Linked DNA regions of Pan troglodytes: region 2 is linked to region 1. Evidence: chromatin contacts called from public Hi-C data. All regions are on one chromosome and are shown on one strand. The core of a region is the stretch at or near the end of the contact, and the rest is flanking DNA. Distances in the headings are between cores, read along the strand shown. Region 1 holds the start of DUSP4 (dual specificity phosphatase 4). Region 2 overlaps LOC129135683 (a long non-coding RNA gene).

What was found. A called contact is a pair of places that touch in the nucleus more often than the background predicts.
Region 2: a contact with region 1 is called in a Hi-C map of stem cell-derived neural progenitor cells, with 4 times the contacts expected there. The contact joins the enhancer-like site here to the promoter of DUSP4 in region 1. A contact is called at or near these places in 1 of 7 Hi-C or Micro-C datasets (stem cell-derived neural progenitor cells) and 1 of 1 datasets of contacts at active chromatin or transcription factors (stem cell-derived excitatory neurons).

What each region holds. Positions count from the first base shown.
Region 1 is chr7:37,710,219-37,717,051 of NHGRI_mPanTro3-v2.0_pri, reverse strand. DUSP4 (dual specificity phosphatase 4) reads left to right here and starts at 2,699. Exons shown (of 4, transcript XM_520046.9): 1 at 2,699-3,666. The coding sequence starts at 3,234.
Region 2 is chr7:38,213,361-38,220,193 of NHGRI_mPanTro3-v2.0_pri, reverse strand. LOC129135683 (a long non-coding RNA gene) reads left to right here. Exons shown (of 5, transcript XR_008536678.2): 2 at 3,393-3,487. Among named protein-coding and RNA genes, the nearest start is that of SARAF, 240 kb to the left of the region's middle. Within about 2 kb of position 4,378, at least 9 of the 24 cell types and tissues checked have an H3K27ac peak or open chromatin away from gene starts, as enhancers often do. A contact at or near this core is called in stem cell-derived neural progenitor cells, where this site is marked.

The DNA.
Region 1 (6,833 bases), core at 1,450-3,949:
GTTCACAAACATACAATTAAAAAATATATATCTAGGGTGTTTACACAGTATCCCGATAAATACAATATGGTAACTTAAATCTCCTTTGCTGAAATTCACACAACTGAAGGCCAATTCCTGAGTTGGCAATGGGGTGTGGATTTTAAAAATTAGTCTTTTTTAAAAATCAGGCCTTCGCTTTCGCAATTCAAGTGGCTCTCGGCTTAAACACATTAAGTCCCAAGCTGTGACTCCCTTCCAGTGAACAGCCGCGTAGGCGCGGGCACGCACACGTGGACACACACACTCACACGCGCCCTCCCACACCCCTTTCCGTGTGAATCGCCTGCGGGATTTAGGGCTTCTCCACCAGCGATTACTGTCAGGTGCAGAAAGCAAGCCTCTTTGTTCTGTGGGCATTTTCCTCCCCCTGGATTTGACTGTTATTTACTGGCCACGTGAGAGCCAGGCGCGGGTCCGGCGGGGGAGGCGACCCCAGAACAGGCTAGACAAAGGCTGGCCCAGAGCGCGACCCGTGCGCCCCAGGGACGTCTCCCCAGCTCCTGCGACACGCGTGAAATTGGCCCGGACCTGCCTCCTGAGAGGCTTTTTCCAGAAATGTCTTGTTAAAGCCTTTGTAAAGGAATCAGTGTTTACTTGCGCCGGGAGAGCTCCGGCCCTGGGTCCTGGCAGGCGGCGGATTTCTGAGCTGCTGGAGAGCAACCCGGGAAAGCAAAATCAGCCTTGGACTGTAGGGGCCCCTGGGGCTCCTTGCTCCTTATCGAAAGCGAGTTATTAGATAGACCCCCACAGTCCCATTCAGCAGAATGGGAAACTGGACTCAGACACCTTTTGCCCTCCCCACAGGGAGGCCACGCCGTGCGGCTTTGACCACTGATCTCCCACCCGGAGTGCCCGACGCCCAGGGTCCTGCCACCGGGCAGCCTCGGTCAGTCCACAGTTGTGGCCCCTTCCAGGGCCTGGACTAGGGTGAGCACAAGCCTTGAGCGCAACATTTAAGAAGGGCGCCGAAAAGTCAGTAATCAAAAGAAATATCTTGATGCGATGCCTCTTTAAAAGAAAAAAAAAATGCAAAAAATCCATGATGAATAAAATACTAAATTTTAAAAAGAGAAAGGATCCGTGCAGTGCCATCGTAAGCCATTTTGGAGCCCGGAGCAAAAGGAAATATCACCTTGCCCAAGCGGTGCCCCTACAGCCCATCCGAGTAGGGCCCGGGGGTCGAGGCATTCGGGGCGCAGTGGGGGACGAGGCCAGTCGAAGGTCTCAGAAGTGGAGGCTCCGCCGAGCTCCGGTCGGGGAGTGCAGGGATGGCCCCCGGGACCGGAGGTGAGAGCTCGGGAAAGCCGCTCCGCCCGGAACAAAGGCATGGTGAGAGGGTGAGCTTGGGCGGGAGAGACCCGGCGGGTACCCGTGCCCTCGCTGCCTGGGTCGGGCTTCCACGCGCGCCCCGTAATGGAATACGCTACTCTGCAGCCTCCGAAACTGCGAGCGAGTCCTGTAACTCCCTTGCTCTGTGATTAATTCTCACTAACAAGACTTGGCAAGATGTCGGGCGAATGATTTTTGGCTTCTGCACGGTCCCCACCGCGTGCGTGCACAAACCCCCAGCCAAAAGCTGCCTCTGGGAAATTAAATGCAAAAGAGAAATGGGGATGGGGAGGGCTGCTACGTGACCAGGAAAAAGGGATGCCCAGAAACATGAATCGGACCCAGAGCTGCTGAAGTCCTTTCAAAAGGTCATTCTTTGCGGGTACATTTTCCAAGGTCCAGCTCCGCAACAAATGTGGACCCTGTCATTTCCTAAAAGGATAATTCACAACTATGCAAGATAGGGTGAAGACGTTTCCCAAACCCGAAAACCTTGTTTTTCCCCCGACCAGGGTTAAATAAACATCTTTTAGGAAGCGTGGACAGGAGCGCAGCCTGCTCTCCTCCCTCGGAACACCATTCCGGCAATTAATGCCTCCCTTTGGGTAGTAAAGCAACAAACCCCACACCTCACTCCGATCCTGGGCTTCGGGCGGGAGGACTTTCTCTTTCATCTTCCAAGCAGGGGGTTGCCCACGTTCTTGGGGAAGCTATAAAACTGATTTAATGGCTTTAGATGAAAATCGATCACGCTAATGCATGCGCTAACGTCTCAGGAATCGCATATTCAGAAAGGACTGGCCGGGCCGAAAGCGCACGGGGAGTCTGGGGCTAGGAGGTGTCAGGCCCCGCTGGGTGGGCAGCGGCGCTCCGGTCCCCTCTCCACTTGGGTAACCGGGAAAAACCTACGGGGCTGTCACGCGGGGAAGCGCGAAGGTGCCAAGGGATGAAAGCTCAAACCCGAGCCCTGGCCTCCTCAGCCGGCTATTTCCTTTGGCGCCGCCCGCCTAGCGGCGGGGTGCAGCGGCGGCACAGGTGCCGGTGTCGGGCTGGAGGCGCGGCGCAGGCTGGGCCCGCGGGTAGACGGCGAAAGGCGCCGCGCGCTCCATTCACAAAGTCCGGGCGCTGCCCGCCGCTGGCGGCGGGTCGGAGGCCGCCTCCCTCTTCCTCTCGGCCTCGGTTTTATGAATGGGCCTGATGGCGAGCACCCGGCGCCCTGTTTACTCCGCTCTTTGTGACGTCGAGTTCCCGTGACCGGGAGCCAGCGGCCGCGCTCCATTCAAGCTCCGGGGAGGGGGTGGGAGGAGGGGCCCGGAGGGGGCGGGGAGTCAGCGCGGGGGGCGGGGGACGGCGCGGGGCCCGGAATGGAACGGGGCGGGGCCTGGCGGGGTAGTACCTAGCGCCCCCTCCCCCGGGAGCGCGGAGGAGCATTAATAAACCTCTAAGCCGAGGAGAAAACTCTGGCTGGGGCAGTGCGCTGAGCGCCGGAGGAGCGTAGGCAGCGGCAGCGCTGGCGCCAGTGGCGACAGGAGCCGCGCGACCGGCAAAAATACACGGGAGGCCGTCGCCGAAAAGAGTCCGCGGTCCTCTCTCGTAAACACACTCTCCTCCACCGGCGCCTCCCCCTCCGCTCTGCGCGCCGCCCGGCTGGGCGCCCGAGGCCGCTCCGACTGCTATGTGACCGCGAGGCTGCGGGAGGAAGGGGACAGGGGAGAAGAGGCTCGCCCGCGGGAGCCCTTGAGGACCAAGTTTGCGGCCACTTCTGCAGGCGTCCCTTCTTAGCTCTCGCCCGCCCCTTTCTGCAGCCTAGGCGGCCCGGGTTCTCTTCCTCGCGCGCCCAGCCGCCTCGGTTCCCGGCGACCATGGTGACGATGGAGGAGCTGCGGGAGATGGACTGCAGTGTGCTCAAAAGGCTGATGAACCGGGACGAGAACGGCGGCGGCGCGGGCGGCAGCGGCAGCCACGGCACCCTGGGGCTGCCGAGCGGCGGCAAGTGCCTGCTGCTGGACTGCAGACCGTTCCTGGCGCACAGCGCGGGCTACATCCGAGGTTCGGTCAACGTGCGCTGCAACACCATCGTGCGGCGGCGGGCTAAGGGCTCCGTGAGCCTGGAGCAGATCCTGCCCGCCGAGGAGGAGGTACGCGCCCGCTTGCGCTCCGGCCTCTACTCGGCGGTCATCGTCTACGACGAGCGCAGCCCGCGCGCCGAGAGCCTCCGCGAGGACAGCACCGTGTCGCTGGTGGTGCAGGCTCTGCGCCGCAACGCCGAGCGCACCGACATCTGCCTGCTCAAAGGTAAACGAGGGCTCCGGGCGCTAGCTGGAGTCGGGGAGATGGAGGGGGTCTTGGCGGCCTATGCCTTATTGGCACGGGAAGGAGTCCCCGGCGTGATTCGTGGTTGCGGGGATCCCCGCGCGCCCCTTTGTGTGTGTTGGTGTGTAGGGGTTTGCAAGGTTTCTGTGCAAGTGCGAGGTTCAAGTCCTCAGAGACAGTGCGGACGGGTTTCTCCGGTCACCTGCAATTCCGCACCGTCCTAGCGAGGCCCCGTTTATTGACATTAACGGTCCTAGCCTCGAGGATGAAGCGACTCCTCTGCGCGGTCCATCTTGAGTCCCGGGAACAGTTTCCAAGTACCACGGGGCGCGTGGGGACAAGATAGGCCTGTTGGTTTGGCGTGCTGGGGCCCTACACTGAGCCGGACCGGGAGAATCCCAGAGGTGGAGAAAAGGTGAAGAGGGGTGGGCGCCGAGGTACAATTGGCCTTGCCAGTTTCACTGAAAACAAGACCCTGGCAAATGCAGAAAGGGAGATTGGTTTGCACACACTGTGTAGAGCGATCTGTATCTGCGTTCCCGCTGCCCAACTCCGAGCTCAGCTTGGAAGGTGGCCAATCCCCGTCCCGGGCTAGATCCAGGCTCTGGGAGCGGGAGGCTGAAGGACTGGGTATCTGGGGGACGCCGGGCGGAACCGGTCCTCTAGCGCCTGCAAATCCCGGCAGCGGAGAATGATCACCTTTTGTTCAGCCCGGATTTTCGACTATCTGATGGCGGCGCGTGCCGGATTTTAGCGAGCCCTGGCGAAACTCTCGGCGGCGAGGCTGTCTTGTCACATTTGGTAGTCGGAAATCCTGGAAAAATCGCGTGCTGTCCGAGTCCCTGGAGGGACCTGGCGCCCGCCACACCTGCAGGGCAGGGTGGGTCCGCGGCCCTCGGGCTAGGGAGCGGGCAGGGCGCGTGGGGTCCGGGCGCCCCCCGCCGCGCTGCGCCCCCGCCTCCCGCCGCCGCATTCCGCGCATTCTTCCGCGCGGGTAGGGTCTGCGCTTCCGAGCCCGGGAGGCAGTTCAGACCCCCCCACACCCATCAAAGAGCCGCTCCTCCCCCCGCAGGCGCCTTCGCCGCCTCCCTCCCTTCCTTTCCTTTACGCTCCTCTTCCGACCTGTCCACCAGGGAGGAAGGGAGCTGGAAAGGGGGCGGAAACCTCTCCCCTCCAAAAAGCACAACAAAACTGTTCAGTGCCGAGGAGCCGGGTTCGCCCCTGCCGGACAGCGGGGGGCTTTGTTCCCCGCAGTTGTTTCCTGCCCATTTGACCTGTCAGCTGCTGGGGAAACGCTGCTGTTGACCTTTGGTTGAACTGCTAAGGCGATTTTGCTGATTTTTCTTTCTTTTTCCGCGAGGGCTGTCTTTTGCTCCTCCAAATGAGCCCAGTCCCCCTCCCTTCTCCCCAAAGCGCTCCAAGAGAAAGTGCCAGGAAGGGGCTTGTCCCGGAAGGCCTGGCGGCTGAGCGGGGCCAGGTCCTGGTTAGGCCACCAGGGTGGGCGTCCGCGCCATTGTTTGAGCTTGTCGGCGCTGGTGGGATAGATGAGGGCAATTCCTCTGGGACGCAAGTCCCCTCGAATGGCCGAGGCTGGCCGGGATGTTCCCCGCACGGCGCTGCCCTCGAGTCCCCCCGATGGAGAGCGCGGGCGCGCCTTCCTTCGCTGGCGTCCAAACCCGGGACCAGCGAGAACACAGCAGGCCTGGGACTGGGCTCCAGCCCCACGTGGAGTCTGGATTTGTTTTGTTGTGTTTTGCTTTCCTTCCTGGAAGAAATCCCGAGGGGACCGCCCCAGAGCGGCAGCTCCAGGACCTCGGCCCTTGGGCTTCCGGGGGTGCAGCCACTTAGGCCCCGCTCCCTGGGAGAGAGGGATTATTTTTTAAGGTTTATCCCCAGGGCGCGCGGCATTTCCCTGTCCCTCGTGAATCCCGTTGAGAGTCCTCCCTTCCCAACCTCCTCCATTTCCCCAGCCAGACCGATTCGAGAGCCCTGGAGATTCTGGGCGAGGCTAGTGACTGGGTAGTACAGGCCTCTAGGTAACATGACAGCCCTCTGGTGGGTGGCGAGGTGCCTGGCCAACGGAAGAGAAGTACTTTAAGGGCTGTTTCCTCCTGGAGCCTGCACGGCCTCTCGTAGTCGGCCCCGACGCGGGCAGGGAGGATCATCTTCTGCATCTCAAAGTGGACATCCTTGCAGATGGAGGTGTGCAGGCCTGGGCCACAGATTTAGCTTCGGTCTCTTCTAGAATAGCCCCTCCTAGCCAGAAGTTCAGCTTCTGCTTCCAAAGGGAGCCTGCCCTTGGAAGCAAGCACCTAAAATTGAGAGGTGGGGGAATCTTCCAGCCTGCTCTGTTGTGGTGAACATCGTTGAGGTTAACTGGGCCCTATTCGGTTTAGCTTAGCTGATTTGACATATGTGTTCAGCAGAGGCCATCTTTAACCCAGTTCCTCTTCTTCCTCTTTGCCCTCTAATGGAAAGGCATCCCTAGAGAGGTCAGAAGGAAAAAGTCAGTATCTGCTCCCACAGCTCTGCGGGAAGGGGCTGGGGAAGGAAATCAAGGTGTCTCCCAGGTCTCCAGATACACCTCCCTTCCGTGCCTGGAAGCCAGTGCAGTGGAGCAAATGTGGTTTCCCGGGAGGGGGCTCTGGGGCAGAGACCTAAAGGGGAATTTTGAGAAGCAAAGGAAGAAAAAGCCCCTTAGATTATCTTTAGTAAATGCCTGAATTGGTGAAGGGTTGGAGAATTTATTTCCTACTGGAGTAATTCATTTTATTTTCCAGCGAGGGAATGTATGTATGTCTCATTTCAGGTGTGCCTGTGCGTGTCTGTAAAGCAGGACAGGAAGCCAGTGGAAGGCTTGATGGTTGGTGTCTGCCATTCTTGGAGAGGTTAGGAGAAGCAGTAAAAGCAACAGAGTATTTTCAGAAGTGATAGTAGCATGTCCAGCCAAAGCTATCTAATTCTATTAATTGCATTTTAAAATTCAGTTTTTCTATTTCTGCCACGTTGAGGGTTACTTCAACCACGTTGAACTGGTTACTCCATGCAGGTGGCAGGAGGTAAACTTCGCTTAATATCAAGAAAGTACAGCCTAGCCCTTACATTTCCTCAGATTACCCAACTTTTGCTAAAAGCAATAACGAAAAATC
Region 2 (6,833 bases), core at 3,129-5,628, 500 kb before region 1:
GAGGAAGTGACCAGAGAAGGAAGGTTCTGGGAAAACAACTTGATTTTTATTCAGTGGTCTCAGAGGAGGACATTTATTCTGCCTACTAAATATGACACGATTCTGAGCTAGTCTCTCCCAGGCCCTCAGGCTTTTCTGGCCTGAACAGCCCTTGCAGTTGCCCAGCAAGAGTTGAGCTGCCCACCTGAGATCAGGCCCTTCTCTGGCTCACAGAAGCCAAAGTCTCTTAATTAATTCACTCATTCTCCCTGAGTCTCTTCAGGAACTCTGTGATGTTTAACTACATCATCAATAAGCTCCCTTGTAGCTCTAAAATGCCGTAATTCTAATACCAATTAATATTTGGATGAACTCTGGGACTCCATATAAATCGCCAGCATTTTACTTCTGCTGGGACTCTGTCAAGCTCAGCAAAGTACTTGTCTCTGAGGTTCCTGCCTTATTGGTTAAGTGTGAGTGAGGCCTGGGGCTTGTGTGTTTGTCTGGTGGGGGCACCATTCTGATGAGTCCAGAGCAGAGGGATCCGTCTCTGCTGTTAATGGTCACAGACTTAACTTCTAACACTGCAGAGAAAGTGTTACAAACAGAACAGGGAGAGAGTGTGGACAGATTAGAGAGAACCCCGTCCAATTGATTCATGAATCACTCAGAGAGTTGTGGGCAGTCAGGCCATTTCCTATTTTAAGCATGAATTAATTTACACTTCTGACTAGTAATGAGAATGTTGGAGGCAAAAAAAGCCATAGCCTTTTACATCTGGATGTGAACTCGACTAAAAACAAACATGGTCTTACTGAAGAACCCCAGGATTTTTTGGATTGCATTTTGTTTAAGGGATAAGTAAAGATGAAACAGGCCTGGATGTTTGTGTAGCAGTGACAGTGACCTAGAGGCAGACATCAATGTGGTCACGGACTCCCTGCAACATCATGAAGGAAGTCTCTAGAAGAAATATTATCCAGAACTTGCCCTGTTCCTTTGAAATGCATACCTACCAAGATACAGGGTTAACCATGGGCTGTTGCTTTGTCAGATGTTATTTCCAAACTCTATGCCAAAATCCTTCTTGATAAATTGGATAGGACAAAATGTTATGGTTATTTATATGTTACCTTGGCTTTTTTTTTTTTCATTCCCAGCTAATTTTTAAATTATTTTTAAAGAGATAAGGTCTTGCTGTACGGCCAAGGCTGGTCTCAAACTCCTGGCCTCAAATAATCCTCCTGTCTCAGCCTCCTGAGTAGCTGATATTATAGGCATTATAGGCATGAGGCACTGTACTTAGCAAGTTTCTGCTTCTCGAAATGAGCAGATCCTGCAACTGGGATCTTTGTTATGTGAGTCTGGACAAGGAGTTATGTGAGTTTGTAGGATGCAATTGAAAAAAAGCGTGAGATAGGAGGCCCAGAAGAGGATTTTTGGAGCTGAAACACTGGAATCTTGAGGATGAGAGCTGCAAGAGAAAATGAGAGACCCCTTGATGAAAGGCTGGGGAGAAATCAAATATTACATGAAGATTCAGAGCATTCACTGTGGTATACGTGATGGAAAAAAAAAGTTTCTCTAACTTTCTTATGAAATTTTCATCGATGTAAGTTGACTATTGTTTAGATGGGAATAGATTCTTTCCAGAAAGTGGGAAGTTTTGCTGAGCCTTGCATTAAGGCAGGCAGAGAAAGCCAATGTGGGAATTATGGGTAGATCCCTGTGGGTCACAATTGCTACTCAACCTGGTGGATCTTCTTCAGTGTGCATGTACACACACACACATATACACACACACACAGAGCTACATACTACAGGGTGTAGTGTGAGTGCATTTGGGATACTAACCTCAGTTAATGCACATACACAATTGCGTGGGCCCCTACGGTCATGTGTTTGCTGTGCTCACTTTGCTCTCTGGCCTTGTCCCATAGTGTTTACCTTTATTGTGCTCTCTTCCCTATTTTATTATTTATCTGGAAGTTCTTATTATTTATCTGGAAGTTCTTATTATTTATCTGGAAGTTCACAGTGCATTTTAGAACCTGTCTCTAATCTTATTTGGATGGAGCTTGCATAACTAAGTGCATACTATTCAATTTCAATCATATTCTGCAGATGCAAGAACCAATGTCATCGTGGACGATTACCCTGTCAACATGGTTACTCAGACTGCTAAAATCACTCTCCTTTCAGCTTTATTGTAATTGGGAAAAGAGGGGGATTAAAAATACACATTAGCCAAAGGACTGTGATAATGACCATGTCCTGACGTCCTGGCTGCATGATGCTGGATGCCCCTTTATGTCTATGTTCCGCTGTCATGAGGGGTGTTCCCCATGGGCAATGCTGTCTGTGGTCTTAAGCATCCTGAAGCCAGGGCCTCCCTAATTTCCTTTAATTGCAACTCAGGCACCTTGATCAGAGAAAAGCTATTTTTTGCCCCAGCTCTACTGAGCTAGATTCCATCTCAGATTATATTAAGGGAACTGCCTTTATCTGTGGTTGCTAAGGAATAGCTTTTCCTCTCCAATTAATTGTTTTTCCTTCAAGAAGCCCCAACCTACACAACACTTGGTAGTAATTTAAAATGAGCCAAAGAGCTGCAGCTTCTATTAGAGGCATAAAGGAACCCGCTAAGAGTTATTAGGGGTCACCAGGGCATGTCTTTTAACTAAACACCGAATTGCTATTTTAGAACAAAGGAGACTTCTCTTTGGAAAACACTGATCTACTGCTTGATTTTTCCAATTATAGGCTGAACTCCCCCCTGCCCACGAGCCTGCTAGTCAGACTTTCATTAATCTTGCTATCTCATGCGCAGGGCTCCTGGCTGAATGCAGGCGTCACAGAGAGAGGAGGGCATGCTTTCAGTGGAAGTCCGCTTCCCACCCTGATCTATGAGTCAAGAATTAGATTGCGCTGCTCACCTGCTGTGGAACAAAATGCATTAAGCACCTGCCCCTCCAGATCTGGGGTGTGTGTGTGTGTGTGTGTGTGTGTGTGTGTGTGTGCGCGTGCGCGCAGCGTTCCCAGACCTAGATGGGCAGGTCTGTGGCAGGAAGCTGGGTTGCAGAACCAGTGTGGAGCAGGTAACCCGGGCTGCAAATGCTGCTCTCACACTGGCTGTCAGTGGGTTGTTCCTGCCCTACTTCTCCCAGGAAGGCTGGATTCCACACCTACGGCTGTCATCATCTTGTGTGGTTCTGGGGATCAGAGTGGGGCTAGTTTTGGTACAAATCTAATTCACAAAATTCTAGTGTCACTAAAAGAGCTTGTTAAATGTGAGCTGGGATTTAGGAAGTGGCATGTTGGTAGACATGCATCTCTTTTTGGTAGGGCACATTGCCTGGTACTTAATGATCAGGCACTAACGAAACTTTTTCTGATCTCTCCATTTTGTATAGGCTCCTCCTGTCCTGTCTGTTGTCTTAGCAAGCTCTGCTTCCCTTGTTCACAGCATCCCCATCACAATGGTGGTCACTGGACCCCTATGGTCTGGGTAAGTTTTCAGGAGCAAAGGTCAGATCTCAATCATCTCCACATCCCCTGGCTCTCAGGAAGGAGTTACCCAAGCTTTGCTGGATGTTTGGTGAAGACGGGGAGAGAATGAAAGATGTCAAAACTAATATTCCAATTAAGCTATTGAGACAAGTTTATTCAAATATTTACGTACTTTCTGATGTTTTATTTCTCCCATAAATAACCTAGTTCTTTCTTCACGGACTCCAGGACTTTCTTCTTCTTTGTCCAGAACCCTGGGAGGAGCCCTGGGGTTCCCTACCCTGTCCCCTCCAAAGCTCACTCTTGCTCCCAGGGCTCTGGGCACGTATAGGGAAAGTCCAGCTTCCATAGATGGGGCATCAGGACCCTGGTGGGGGGGAGGGGCTGGGAGATGTGCTAAGGTATCTCAAACTGGAAATGGGATTCCAACTGGAGGGAGCTCTTCCGTGGAGCTACCTACAAATGGTGCCTAGCAGGTTGCATGACTAAGTTACATATATATATTTTTAACTGAGTCAGTTTTGATTCAAAACACATATTTTTAATCAATTCTTTTCTCCTATATCGTATAAGAAACTGGCATTTGCCAAAGAATTAAAACATAGGAAACATCTCGAGAGTGCTTCAACTTGCGGAAAATACTAGATCCTTCCAGTTATTTTCCAAAGACCAGCTAAGCTGGAGTTTTTACAAAAATAAAAATAAAAATAAGAGATTTTCTTTACAGTATCCTGAACATTATAGTGGCACATTATATTGACTAACTTCAGCTGACGCAAGGAAAGAAAGAAAAAAAGAAGTGGTGATGGGTGACTCATCGGCTCTCAGCAGAGCAATTACGCAGGGCACAAAGCGTGCGAGAACAGCCCTGCCACCGAGGAGGGAGTGAAAGGATGGAAACAAAGAACAGGACGCTTCAGTGCAGAGGGTTTGTGTCTATGTGGCCAAATGGCCCTGCATAGGACACTCATCGTGAAAGAATGGAAACAAAGAACAGGACGCTTCAGTGCAGAGGGTTTGTGTCTATGTGGCCAAATGGCCCTGCATAGGACACTCATCGTGAAAGCTCGGCTGATGGAAACCTGAGTCCTTTGCAGTTTCTTTTTTTTAGAAGTGATTTCAGTGATAGAGCAGCTCCTATTTTAACAGTGTCCTTGGTGCAACCAGCTCTAAGATTTTGAAATCCTGATAAGTAGGAACTAGAAAAATGGTTTAAAAGCTGCTAGCCATTTTTGTGAATGCATCAATTTACTTTTGGGGGAGACATCATTGTTTTCTAAAAGCCTCTGGGTGGGCTCTTGGATTAAACCTGTGTGGAGGCAGGTAGCCCGGGTCTGAGGGTCGAACTGGGAGGCAATTTAACTTGGAGGCAGATGTCTTAGACTGAGACATGGTGATCTGCTGGGTGATGTTTATTTTGGGTTAGGATTGAGGGACATCTGGGTCTCTGAGTGTGGCTTTTTGGTAGGGGATGAAGGGAGAGGAAGCATAGCTCACCCTCTGTCTTTGGGGGACCATAGAAGACTGGAAACTGAGCAGGAAGGCTGGTCTGACCCCCTCTCGTTGCAGTTGTATTCCAAGTGTCTATGTTATATTTCTCTCCTGTTAGCCCCAATAGCATCAGTCAAGTCTTGTCCACAATTTCAAAATCTGGTCTCAGCAATTGCTGCAGGGAGTTAAGGGAAGGGTCTTGGTCCATTTACAAGACAGTGAGTGAAGGGAGGAGCTTAGCTGCTATAGGATGAGGTGACCTGCAGCAGAAGGCTGGTGTCCCAGGGCCAGAGAGGAGGTGGCTTCTGAAGCTGGGCAGCCCACCTTGGGGACCAGCCACACCAAGACTCATTGGCAGGCTATCTGAGAACTCTTGCTGGAGATGGAGGGTGTTCCAGAAACATGTGGGAAGGGAAGCCTGAGTGGATTTTGGGACCCAGTGAAGGGTGTGGTATCCACAGCTCAATTGACCATGACCGTCCCAAGGATTCTGGGGCCCAAGATTGGTTAACTAAGACCATCACAGTCACAGAGCGAGGTAACTCCATTCTTTTCTCACCTTTTGAACTTGCTCTGAGTCTGCTAGCCTTGGGCTTTGCATCAGGATTTGGTCTGGCTGTCTTGATGTATGGAAGCATTTCTCCTAGGTCTATTCAAACCAGTGACTGACAGAATAGAGTGTGACCACTGCATGGCATGGCAATTCTTTAGCTCAGTGGCACATGATGTATTCTATGCCTCCTACCCCTAAGAAGCTCCGCACAGGCTTAGCATTACAACGTGACTGTTTTGGTCCCTGAGTCATCCTGGAGAGCGAAGTTCCTAACCATGGAGACTCATTCCCAGCCATTGCCTCTGCCAAAATCACCACATCAGAGTGGGAAGGTGGACTGTTACAGATGCTATATAACCACCTAATATAAAATCATCCTGTGAAAAACAGCACATGTATATTGAACTACTTCAGGGTGGGATTTGGGCCAAGCAACTTAAAAAGCTTGCTCTCGCTTAGTCCTTACGAAACTCCTATTGGATTGAGACTATGTTATCATGGAAAAACAATGAGGCTAAGGAGATTTGGGTACTTTTGCTCAAGATCACATAGGTCATAGGTGGCAGAGCTGGGACTCAAGCCTGGGGTTGCTGAATGCTGGACTTGAGAATAATGGGAGGTCCTTGTGTCTTGCCAGTGGCAAGTGGGAAGGACGTAGCATTGGCTCAGCATCTGGGAAGTCAGCAGAGGATGTTAGAAATCACACAGCCACCCTGGAAGCTGGAGAGGCGGCCAACGGCAGCAGCACAATTAGAAAGACTACAAAGGAAGAGACACAGAACTTGCTAAAATACAGGTCTGAGTCAGCCACTGCATTTCTGCCATGTTCAGATGGAATTACAGTCTGATCCACACCTCGCAAGCACAGGATGTGACAAAGTTGGAACATGACACAAGTTCACAAATTTCACTGTTTTTGGCTGGTTGCTTCCTTTCAATGAGCCCCTCACCTTTTTCAAATCCAACAGTTCAGGGTCTCCATGTCCTCATTGTGAATCCCAGGAGTCTCTTTTCCATTCTACCTTGGCCTCTGCCCCATTTTCCAGTAGAAGGTACCTACCTGCAGCACTTCTCAGGAACGAGGTGCACCCCCAAGGGACTTGGTGAGGAGGAGGGATTCAGAAGTTCAGGACCACTATCCAGGTTCTTAGAGTGAGGGGGAGAGGAACATTCCAGGATGAGCAAAACATTCTCCATCCAAGGCCAAGGCCCCCCGTCATGTACTGGCAAGTTCAGGGACCTGAGACTGAAGCATCTCACGTCATTGCTTTGTATTTTCCCAGAAAGGGGTAGAAGATGA